3 separate regions of the Mus musculus genome follow, and regions 1 and 3 are each linked to region 2. The links are chromatin contacts, called in public Hi-C and HiCAR-type maps. All regions are on one chromosome and are shown on one strand. Each heading gives the region's core, a stretch centred on a gene start, on an enhancer-like site or on the middle of the called end of the contact. The rest is flanking DNA. Distances are from core to core; before and after follow the strand shown.

Region 1 (4,043 bases), core at 458-2,957, 230 kb before region 2:
ACATAGATCTCCCACATTGAAAAATGGCACGTATGGGCTGGAGGACTGTTCTTCCAGAGGTCTTGATTTCAATTCCCAGCAGCCATATGGTGGCTCACAACCATTTATTTATAAAGTGATCCTATGATATAAGAGCATACTGCATATCAGATACTTACATTATGATTCATAACAGTAACAAAATTACAGTTATGAAGTAGTAACAAAATAGTTTTATGGTTGGGGTCATCACAACATGGTGAACTGTATTATAGGATTGCAGCAGCATTAGGGAAGTTGGGAACTCCTGATCTAGAACCTTAGGTTATTGATAGGCAATAGAGGCACATCTACAAAATGCTTAAAATTCTGGGAGCTATCTGTTGACACAGAACGAGGAGAAAGGGCGAAAAGCTATGTTCTTACTGGTTTATTAGATGCTTATTGTGTGTTTTGATCTAAGTAAAGTTGAAGACAAATAGGTATAATTATTTTTCTATAAGAGGAATACATAACTTACATATTATTTTCCAGCTACTCACTTATGTATTTTAAAGTTGTTCTAATTTTTTTCCTGAAGAGTTGTTTCAACGGTTGTCCTAAGTTGGGTATTTCAGTTGTTATTTATCTGTTATCTAAAAACAAAGTAGTAAAAAAATTAGAAAGTGCCCCAATTCTTTTTGTTTTTTTTTTTTGAAAAAGGACAAAAATACTTAAATTCTGTCCTCTAAAAGGATCATTAAATGGCCCCATTCTGCATTCACATTATTAAGCTTATCAATAGCGACTAGGCTATTCACTTTGCATCGATATGAAGTGCTGACTGACATATAGTTTTCCAATTAGAAAGTTAAATTGCTTTTGAGGACTTGTTTTGGTTGTCCATCTCTCTTCTGTAGGAGACAAAGGGACCAGTAATGAGTAATTGCTATATCATGTACTAATGACACTTGTAAATACTCACCTTAGATGCCAACAGTACAGGAGGGAGGGACGCAGAGGAAGTTTCTAAGGTAACAACTGTAGTAGCCTTGAAAAATTACACCTTGCCATTTAAACCCATTTAGGAATAAGGAACCAATATTCCAAATGTCTTTTAGAAAATTAATTAAATAAAACTAAAATTCAGGAATGCACATTGCTGAGCAATATCAAACTAATAAGGCAGGTAGCCTTAAGTGATATAAACTTTCTTTCTGATACCATCATTTTGCTTTTATCATTTTCATGCTCAACTAAGTAGAATTTAAAGTTCTGCTCTCTGGTCTGGCGGAGGAAGACTTAGATAAGTACCTCTATCCCTCTCGAGAAAATTGGGAGCTAGGATCAGTTGCAATTGGAAGCAGAGTGTTCAAAGTTTTATCATGGGCATTGAAGACAGTCTTTCTGATGGCCAGGCTTTATTCGGGCTTTATTTCACTTCCATCTGTCCTTCTAACTTCAGAACAAGTGCTTTATGGGCTCATAAATTTCCTTCTCTGAAGCCTATTCCTTGAAAGCAGTTGTTAAATATCTTTTTTGAACTTTCCTGGATGCGTGAGTGTACCTTTTAACTGTTTAAGCTGAGTGGTAAGATTCGAAAGTTACTGGCTCAACAATATGTCCTGTGTTTTTTTTTTTTTTTTTGTTTTTTTTTTTTTTTTTTTTTACCGCGCAGAAAGGACTGGTAGACCACAGCACTGAAATTGCTCAATCTATCAGTTTCCAGCAGCTGGGGACTTGAGGCTTGTTTATCTTGCTTAAGGCCTCTCAAGCTAAGTGGAGGGCCTAAATGGCAAACCGTGGTTAGCTCTGTACAGTTTGCCAGGTAAATACCTGTTTCCTCTCATTTCTATTTGCTATCAGTCTGGTCCTTAGTGTGGCTACCTACACAAGGCAGGAACTACATTTCCCAGGTTCCCTGTTGTGACCTCCTAGTAGTCTCGACCAATGAAAGGTACTAGTAGATGCTGGGCAGAGGAGTAGGAGAAGCCACCATGTGTTTCCCCTCTATTTACTGTATTTCCTTCGTGGATACAACCTTGTTGGGCCATTTCTTTTCTGTAAGATGTCAGTCCACTAGAAGTCTAATGCACGTTTTGACTCTTATTTCTGATATGTTGCAATACAACTTCTGCCTGTGTCTTTCAGTTTCTGCTTGATGCGGTGACTTTTGAATTGTCATCCCATTCTACCACGCGGTGTAGCCTCTCAGTCCTGTCCATCTACAATCTGTGGATAATTGCCTGGCTTAGGTGTTGTTTTTACTTTGATTTTGTTATTTGGTGGTTTTTTGAGATTGAGTAATCCCGGGCTCTCTTGTAAGAGTTATAAAGGTAACGAACAGAAATAACACCAGAGGAATTCTCACTTCCTGCTATTCCTTTTGCTGTGCATCCGGTTTCTATCTAGGAATCTTAATGTATTTGTTATCAGAAAGGAAAAGGGTTTTTTTTTTTTTTTTTTTTTTTTTTTTTTTTTTTTTATGTCTTCTCTTTAGTTATAGGGCCCATGAGTATTTTATAAGAAAGGTCACTAGGGAGCCATCTAGTGACTTTTGCTTAGGGCAGTGGGAATTGGCACTTGGTTTTGATTTTTTATCCCAGAAGGAAAAAAAAAAACTCAGAAAAAAAACAAAGAAAAACCAACCCATACATCTTACTGCTAAGTCCTGTAGTCATACCTCCTGCCCCATGCCCTGCTTTCACATCATGGATGAAAAGGTAACTTCTGGGGAGGGGGAGGGGTGGGTGTGTTTCCCTTTCCCTTCATGCCCTTTACTTCAAAGTAGAACAAACCATTTACTTTAACAGGTATTCAAGTTTCGTTTCAAACAGAATGTCCTCTACAGTTAATCAATACATAAAACCTGTGAAGACATCGCTGCTGCTCCTGCCTGAACATGCTGGAGCCCTCTTTAAAGAATGAGCTGAGTACGTGCGCCAAGAATGCTTTTTGGTTTTGTGGTTTTTATCTGATCTCTGGGAGAGGTTAAAAGCCTAAATATACAATGTGCAAAGTCTGAAACATCTCTTAATGTGAGCATCACTGTGTGAAGGAGACCAGAGAGAAGAAAGTGATCTATACCACTTTCTTAAAGCAGCCAAAGAAATTGATGACCTTGTTAAAATTCATTATGTCTATCTACCTTTTAATCATGATTTTGACATCCTATACTGTTTTTTTATCTGGTACTTAAAGAAATTCTGTATATTGATTTATAATAGTGACAAAAGTCACTTTCGGATTTCTGTAGGGACTGATTAATACCTCCAAAATCCTTTGTTTTTTTTCTCCCTCTTTGTTCTGTAGCCATTTATATTAGCACCTGCTCCAGAGGTTGGTGACAAGAAGATAAGGTGGCTTAGGGGGAAATTGTAATAATTCATTTGTGTCACCAGTTAGAGTGGCTGAAGAAAGGCTAGCTGGGGAAAAGAAAGCTGAACTTGTTTGGAAAAAAATGTAACAACATCATTATTAATGACTTTCCTTCATTGCTGGAATTCTTTGTCCCATTACCAGGGTGGATTATAGGAAGGTTGCAGTCAGTTTATAGAAGACATTTGTTATTTACCTTACTGACATTGTCCTTTAAGTCCTCCACCCGGTACAGCTTGTGGAGATCATTGTCATGATGGTCAAGCATCTAATAAGCAAGCTAGACTCCAGTGGAGTAGAGGGTGTCTGAGGAGTGTTTGCAACAGTGTGAAGTCCATGATCAATTACAACAGGGTATTACAGCTTGAAATCCTGGAAGTCTTTTCTATGACAGCTGATATGCTTGGAAAACACAAAGAGATGGAAAACTGCCCTATTTTTGGTTGAGTTAATGAATGTTTCCTCCAATGGCAGATTATAATCAGGTATCTTATAGTTAAGGTAAACATAAGTTACTCAATGTTATGGCCTGAAATAGTGTATTGGTAGACCCTTGCAAGAGCTGTATCCTATTGTAGGGAGAGTTTAGATGAAGATTATATTTGTGTTTTGGACAAAAGATTGGGAGTTTCTTATTTATTTCTTAACAATTTTCTCACTCTTTAAATCACATGGGGCCTCCTGCTTGAAGGACAAGTGGGCATTAC
Region 2 (4,137 bases), core at 364-2,863:
AGAGCTACACAGAGAAACCCTGTCTCAAACAAACAAACAAACAAACAAACAAACAAACAAACAAACAAAAAGATGTGATGTAACAGCTGATAATTACTCTTGAAGCAATATAGCTTATTAAAGCATTTTCAGTGGGGTAATGTTTCTAAATGTTTACTTTTTGTAACAAATCTTTTGACTGCCCCATCCCCCGATTTATTCATTTTATTTTATGTGTAGGAATGGTGTTCTCCCTGCAAGTATGTATCTGCCCCCCTACATGTAGTACCCATGGAGGTCAGAAGAGTCCATTCAATCCCCTGGCACTCATTTACAGGTGAATGTGAGCTACCACATAAGGTTTAAAAACAAGTCCAGTTTCTCTATAAGAGTCATGCACTCTTAAGAGCTGAGACATCTCTCCATCCCTCCTGCATAGGAACCTCTGGAAATCCTCATAGATACACTCAGAAGCAAGGCTTACCAATTGCTGAGTCAGTTCCTTCTCATTCTTTTATCTATACTCTTGCCTCACTGCCCTTCTTAACTCAAATTTACTTCCCAGGTTTGAGTTTTCTCAGCCAGTCTGAGGAAAGAGACCCTGTTTGTGGCGTTGTAGTAATCAGTTAGAAAACTGCCAAAGTACTAGTGCCTCGTGTTCTAATGTTTAATATGATTTCAGAGAAAATGGTTTATAAGTCATTGCTGATGGCTTGTAGCCGCCGTTTAAAATTGGGAGGTTTCTCTGTATGTTTTTTTTTTTTAATTTATTTCATTTCATGTGTGTGAGTGTTTTGCCTGCATGTATGTATATGCATCAAATGTGTGCCTGCAGCAGTGAGAAGAGGGCATCGAATCCATTGGAACTAGAGGTAGACAGTTGTGAGCCATCATGGGGGTACTGGGAACTGAACCTGGGTCCTCTGAAAGAGCAATAACTCTTAAGTTTCAAGTTATCTCTACAGCCCACAAATTCTTGAATAGAAGAATCACATCTTATGTGGGTATTGGATAATATGGCTACTCTTTACTTAAGAAAATTCTTTTATTTCACCATAAAGCAATGTGTGCATGGCTTTGAAGGAACATCTCCATTCAATAATTCTTGGAAAACTCTACCATACTTTCAAAAGGAACAAATGAGAAGCAGGAAGGTGTGTGTGTGTGTGTGTGTGTGTGTGTGTGTGTGTGTTTGTGAATTCTTCTCAATATAACCATTATGTTACCATAATAAGCATCTTTGAGGGTTCTGACATATTTCAGCTTGACTGTTGATTACATCACTGTTTTAATATTAAGCTTTTTCACAATCTTAATACTTCTATGGTTTGATTTATGCTCATAATAATTAATGAGGTAATTCTCCACTAGCACGGAGATCTTAGGCATCACCATAAGTCAACTGTAAAGGCTCCATCTGCAGCCTTTTTAGTGGAGGCAAATCTTGCCTGGAAATCAGAAGAGGTCATCCAGTTCCCTGGAACTGAGTTACAGATGATCATGAGCCACCACATGAACACTTACTCTGTTTCTGAAACTGGGCCATCTGTTTCCTGTTTCTCCGAGTTGATCTTCCTCCCTAAGCAACTGCTGAAGTCATGGCCACTGAATGAGTCACAGCTTCCTTGAGGGTGAACACGCATACATAGGCAGCCTGTCAAGTACGTGAGGGTGTGAGGAGACCCTGGTGACTCTCCACCTAGTCTGCTCTCCTCTACATATTTTGTTCTCAGTGTCCTTCCTCTCTCACTTGTTAGTCTGCACCTGGCTCTAGAGCAGCAAACAGGACATTGTTTCTCTAGTTTCTTTCCTAGAATTCCTGATGGATTTCAGCCAGAATGTTTTCTTTTTAAAACATGATAGTTTATAAACCTTTATTTCTTTATTTCTCATTCCATGCTTTCTAAGTGGAGTGAGGATTCCCAACCCTTCTAATGTTGCTTCCACATCATCATTCCTGCTCACAAAAGTCCTGTTCCTTTGAGGCTGACCCTTGCACTCTAATCTAATACCTCAGCTAGCATTTGAACATTGAACATTGAACATTGCTTCTGAGGCAGGCAATGTGTTAATCATTTTTTTAAAATACACTGTTCCTTTGAAAACTCAAAACCACATTGTATGGTAGGAACTACTCTTATCACATCTGTTCGAGGTTTATGAAAACTAGGAAACTCATTCTTACGTGTGTAACATGAGCAGAAGAGAGTGTAACTACTTGCTTTGTTGTGAGCTTTCAGTACATGTGAAGTGCTGGTCATTTACTGGTACTGTTGTTCCTGAGGGCCTTGTGAAAAGGGGGAAATATGGGCTGTAAGCCCTGGAAGTCTAGCTGTGGAATTCCTACCGTTAGTCATCAAGTAGGACCAGACAACATTCCTCTGGTATCTGTTAAGGGGTCTCTGCTTTACAGGTCAGGAGCAAATTCTTTGTAAGCATTCCTGAGCTATTCTATTCTACAATGTCTCGTTCTCTTTCTTGCTTTGTCTTGTTCTTTGCAACTTCTTCTCATTGTCTTATTCACTCACTACCCCTAAAGTTTCAGAGTTCCACTGCACTCCCACTTTGCAGCCTAGCTCACCTTGTCATTATTATCATTGTCACTGAGATGCCCACTACATCCTGTAATGCCACCAACAGTTCATTATCTGCCGTCTCTATCAGTCCCCTGTTTGGAAGATTGTTTTGTCTTCAAGTCACAACTCTCATTCTTGTAGATGCTCTCAGCTCCTTTATTCACCTATCAAATAGTTTTTTACCCTCTTCTTCCCTACTGGAACTTTAGTTCTTATAGAGTTAGGCTAGAATCTTGATCTACATCTTAGCAATTATGGATGGATGAAGAAAAATTGATATCCTGACTGCTTAATTGTTACATTAAATACATTTATCACCCTACTTAATGTCTTTAAACAGATTCTTGGCATTGCCTGACAGTGTTTGCTTTAATAAAGCCATTCTCAAGGGAACTGTTTTATACTTCCCCTTACTGCTGACCTTGTTGGTTATATCATTAAGAATATGGAAATACAGTGGTAGTGGGGAAGTCCGTCTTTCCATTGTTGGTCTGACAGAGCTACCCTGAAGTTGCTCCTGCCTCTGAGTTTCCTCTTCTTGTAGAGGAACCTTTTCTTTAGTTAAAGTTTACTCTTGCTTTCTGTGTTCTCTGTGTCTATAGAGGAAGTGCCCCCTCTTACATTAGAGCTCAGCTTTGCTTGTGATCTGGATCTGCGTCCTTACTAGCTTTTAGCCTGCTCTTAATTTCAAACACTCCTTTTCAATGGAGTCCTTCTTTCAGCATTGGGCAGTGTTCTGGGATAGTCTACCATCAAAGAACCACTGCCTTTGAGGCCACCCTTTCAATTCCAGGGACCTCGGATCCGAAGTGGCCTGCCTGCTTCTGTTCCCTGCTTCTTTCCTCCACATTACTTTGTCCCCACACCATTAATTCATTTTTATCTGGTATCTCTTTCACCTCTCCACTAAACAGCCTTTGCTGTTAAAATAGCCAATGTGTTCTGTTCTGCCCATCCCAAAGGATAGTATTTAGTCTCCACTGTGATGGCTGTACTTGTTCATTCAGCATCATGTTGTTTTGGAGAGACCATCCTTCAGACTCAATCTAAAGCAGTCTCTCCCTTCCATGACAGTGCACTATGGCATGACTTGGTTGTATTTTGTTCATAGGATGTATTCTGTGAGTTTATCTTGTTTGTGTATTTGCTCATTTATTCTCTGGGCCTCTCTTGTCTCTACCTAGAACTGTGCCTGGCACATCACAGACACTGAATAAAAATCTCTTGAGTGACAAGGACAAGGCTATATTTAGAATCATCTCCTCTCTCACAACTAGGTTTTTGTTAGCTGGGTGATGCTTGTCTGCCTGTCTCTTTCTGACATCAGGATGATCTTGCTTTCTCAAATCTCCCTCCTCTTCTAATTGAAGAGAATTCCTGGTAGGCTCAGCCTTGGTCAGACCAACCACAATTTGGATCTAAAATGTCTTCTCTGTCACCTCTGCTCTCACTCCTAAGTCATTAAGGCCACATATTTCAAGAGGCTGAGTTAGAAAAGCTTCTTCCTAAATGCTAATTGTAGGCTTTTGGCTTGGTGGTGTTTGGTATACATGTTTACTACCAGTTTTACGACTGCTATCCA
Region 3 (4,017 bases), core at 1,352-3,851, 140 kb after region 2:
CTTGATCTTTGACAAGGGAGCTAAAACCATCGAGTAGAAAAAAGACAGCATTTTCAACAAATGGTGCTGGCACAACTGGTGGTTATCATGTAGAAGAATGAGAATTGATCCATTCTTATCTCCTTGTAGTAAGGTTAAGTCTAAGTTGAGCAAGGAACTCCACATAAAACCAGAGACACTGAAAATTATAGAGGAGAAAGTGGAGAAACGCCTCGAAGATATGGGTACAGGGGAAAATTTCCTGAATAGAAAAGCAATGGCTTGTGCTGTAAGATTGAGAATTGACAAATAAGACCTCATAGAATTGCAAAGCTTCTATAAGGCAAAAGACACTGTCAATAAGACAAAAAGGCCACCAACAGATTGGGAAAGGCTCTTTACCAATCCTAAATCATATAGGAGACTAATATCCAATATATGTAAGGAACTCAAGAAGATGGACTCCAGAAAACCAATAACCTCATTAAAAAATGGGGCACAGAGCTAAACAAAGAATTCTTAACTCAGGAATATCGAATGGCTGAGAAGCACCTGAAAAAATGTTCAGCATCCTTAATCATCAGGGAAACACAAATTAAAACCACCTTGAGATTCCACCTCATACCAGTCAGAATGGCTAAGATCAAAAATTAATGTGACAGCAGATTCTGGTGAGGATGTGGAGAAAGAGGAACACTCCTCCATTGTTGGTGGGATTGCAAGCTTGTACAACCACTCTGGAAATCAGTCTGGTGGTTACTCAAAAAATTGGACATAATACTACCAGAGGATCCCACAATACCTCTCCTGGGCATTTATCCAGAAGATGTTCCAACTGGTAATAAGGACACATGCTCCACTACACTTATAGCAGCCTTATTTATAATAGCCATAAGCTGGAAAGAACCCACAAGTCCCTTGACAGAGGAATGGATACAGAAAATGTGGTACATTTACACAATGGAGTACTACTCAGCTAATAAAAAGAATGAATTTATGAAATTCCTAGGCAAATGGATGGATCTGGTGAGTATCATCCTGAGTGAGGTAACCCAGTCACAAAAGAACTCACATGATATGCACTCACTGATGATTGGATATTAACTCAGAAATTTAGAATACTCAAGATACAATTTGCAAAACATGTGAAACTCCAGAAGAATGAAGACCAAAGTGTGGACACTTTGCCCCTTCTTAGAATTGGGAACAAAACACCCATGGAACGAGTTACAAAGACAAAGTTTGGAGCTGAGATGAAAGTATGGACCATCCAGCGACTGCCCCACATGGGGGCCCATTCCATAATCAGCCACCAAATGCAGACACTATTGCATAGGCCAGCAAGATTTTGCTGGAAGGACCCTGATATAGCTGTCTCTTGTGAGGCTGTGCCAGTGCCTGGCAAACACAGAAGTGGATGCCCAAAGTCTGCTATTGGATGGAACACAGGGCCCCCAATGGAGGAGCTAGAGAAAGTACCCAATGAGCTGAAGGGCTCTGCAACCCTATAGGTGGAACAACAATATGAACTAACCAGTTCCCCCGGAGCTTGTGTCTCTAGCTGCATATGTATCAGAAGATGGCCTAGTCGGCCATCAGTGGAGAGAGAAGCACCTTGGTCTTGCAAACTTTTTATACCCCAGTACAGGGAAAACACCAGGGCCAAGTAGTGGGAGTGGGTGGGTAGGGAAGGGGGGTGGAGGAGATAGGGGACTTTTGGGAAAGCATTTGAAATGTAAATGAAGTAAATAACTAATAAAAAAGTGGAGAAAAAAATTTAGCACCAAAATATTCCCGATAAATTTACTTAAATGCAGTGAGTCATTTAAATTTGTTCATTACAATATCTTTTGTGGCTAAACATAGCTTTCTCTATATGAACCATCTTGTGGAAGCAAATTAAATTTGGTATGTGATCTTTTCACGACAATAACATTTAATCTACAGCTGAACAAAGAGAAACTTTGATTTCTTTTGTTTAGGGACAAAGTGCCTTGTGTTGTGTTCTGTATGATGGTATGTATTCATCTGTTTCTGTTGGTCAATCCCAGTGATTAGAGCAAACAGGTCAAGTTCAGACTTCCCATGTGATGTAAAATATAGCCCCTTATTGTAGACCTGCACTCAGGTCCCAAAACTAAATAATACTGTAGAAAACTGTCAATTCTAAAACCGGTCTGATTGATAGTTTCCATTGACATCTCTATTTTTATTTTTTGCTTTAGGGAAAATCACTTTCTTTTCAAAGTTTCCTATGAGCAAGTTTGCTTGAAGGATTATAGATAATTTATTAAGAGCATTGACCATTTTGAGTGTCGAAGTGGGAAGACATAGAGGAAGTATTTTCTGTCCTGATCAAACTTTGGGGATTAGCTGGAAGAATGCTGTTCTCAGGTTAAAAGCAAAAAGGGGCCATTGAAGGCATGGCAGGGCTGAGTAGAACACTCAGCACCTCTGCTCCCTAAACTGCCAGACTGTATTATAAACATTACCTAGAATTTTAAAAACAGTCTTTTAATTAGCTGTAGATTGTTTCTAGAAATGAATCATATGACATCTGGGGAAATACCTCCAGGGGTTTGAAACAAAATTTCTATTAGTCATGAGCAATAGGATGAGCTGTAAAACCACATCTGGAGAATTATATTTCAAAAGACTCATCCATTTTACTCTGATATCACCAGGTGCTGAGCCAGGTGTTTTACATAAATTATCTCATTTGTTTTCTCAGGCTGTGTTAAGGTGAGTATTGTTAATCCCATTTTATAGATAAAGAAACAGAGACTTACAATGGATAAAGGGTTGCCTAGTATTCCATAGATAGGGTCACATTCTCTCCCCCAGAACAGAAATCTAGGGCATATTTAAAGGTGAAACATGAAAGGCATGATAAACTCAGACAGTAGTTACTGTGTGGTTGGAAACAAAAAACCCAGTGCAGCCTGAAGTAGGGGGAACACTTTTGGTGATGATACATGGCAGAGAAGTGGAAATGTGATGGGTGTGTGTACTGGGTGACAAGGCTGCCTGGACAGAATGATATGGAAGAGACTAGCCAGGCTGGAAAAAAACTACATATGCTGTTAGGTAAATAGGTGGATCTGGGAAATTATAGATGTGGCTTAAGGACTGCCTCGCTGGCCTAATGCCTCTTGATGGATGTAGTTTCAAGCACATGCAGGTTTAAAATAATTTAGCTTTGATTGCCTGTGGATGGAAGTTGAGTTTTTGGAAAGCAAAATGTATTTTCTTCCCTCCTGGGAGCCTTGTGTACTGCATCAAAAGCCTAAATTAAAGGAATTGCATTGGCTTGTGTGTGTTGATAAAGTTACTATTTAAAGCAAACAGAAGACTTCAATTTTTCAAAAAAGGAGATAGTTGGACGATAGAAAATCGGTAAGCTTGGACACCTGCTCTGAATTCTTATTGGCATTTAGAAAGGGAATGAGTTATGTAAAAGTTGTTTGAAATGTTTCCTTTGATAGATGGAAGATATTCATACCATAGTCTATAAAAAGGGATGTAATGAATTGACTAAATGATGTGGTAATTTCTATACAGTACAGAACCGGGCTTTTACTGGGATTTCATAGTATGGTGATTCAGAGAAATAGACTCACAAGTGTATGGCAGTGTTGCAGACTGAAGAGGATTCTTGTTCAGAGGCTCAAAGATAGGCATAGACATGGCAGGGGGATCTGAGGTAGCAGTATTTGTATGTGAGAAAGCCTGTTCTTGAGGAAGGAATGTGACTCCTTTCCCTACTGAGGGATGGATGGGGCTGAGAGTGCAAATTTCAGAGGTAGCCCCAAGAGGAAAAGCAGTCATCTGAAGAATGCCTATGGGTTGGAGTCTAGAAGGTTCTTTTTGACTGGTAGCTGATTCTCTGTGAACTGGGACAATAGAGGTGTTATCAGTGTGACTACTCCAGTGAGTTTAAGAAGTAAAGATCATAATGATAGCTATTGGATTGGTTTTGGAATCAGTAGGAAAATATAGGAAAAAAATTGGCTTTCTGACAATACTGTGGTCTCAGAA

Evidence for each region. A called contact is a pair of places that touch in the nucleus more often than the background predicts. HiCAR-type assays count read pairs that join an accessible place to other places.
Region 1: a Hi-C map of granulocyte-monocyte progenitors shows a contact between it and region 2, with 1.9 times the contacts expected there. The contact joins two enhancer-like sites. A contact is called at or near these places in 4 of 484 Hi-C or Micro-C datasets (CD4 T cells, granulocyte-monocyte progenitors, peritoneal macrophages and 1 more) and 1 of 115 datasets of contacts at active chromatin or transcription factors (microglia).
Region 3: a HiCAR-type map of Th17 cells shows a contact between it and region 2, with 4 times the contacts expected there. The contact joins two enhancer-like sites. A contact is called at or near these places in 1 of 15 datasets of contacts at CTCF or cohesin (CD8 T cells) and 3 of 115 datasets of contacts at active chromatin or transcription factors (CD8 T cells, Th17 cells and Th2 cells).

What each region holds. Positions count from the first base shown.
Region 1 is chr10:53,886,819-53,890,861 of GRCm38.p6, forward strand. No RefSeq gene overlaps it. Among named protein-coding and RNA genes, the nearest start is that of Fam184a, 140 kb to the left of the region's middle. Within about 2 kb of position 1,708, at least 54 of the 459 cell types and tissues checked have an H3K27ac peak or open chromatin away from gene starts, as enhancers often do. A contact at or near this core is called in granulocyte-monocyte progenitors, where this site is marked.
Region 2 is chr10:54,116,413-54,120,549 of GRCm38.p6, forward strand. No RefSeq gene overlaps it. Among named protein-coding and RNA genes, the nearest start is that of Gm16998, 43 kb to the left of the region's middle. Within about 2 kb of position 1,614, at least 185 of the 459 cell types and tissues checked have an H3K27ac peak or open chromatin away from gene starts, as enhancers often do. A contact at or near this core is called in Th17 cells, Th2 cells and granulocyte-monocyte progenitors, where this site is marked.
Region 3 is chr10:54,252,505-54,256,521 of GRCm38.p6, forward strand. No RefSeq gene overlaps it. Among named protein-coding and RNA genes, the nearest start is that of Gm26177, 57 kb to the right of the region's middle. Within about 2 kb of position 2,602, at least 11 of the 459 cell types and tissues checked have an H3K27ac peak or open chromatin away from gene starts, as enhancers often do. A contact at or near this core is called in Th17 cells and Th2 cells, where this site is marked.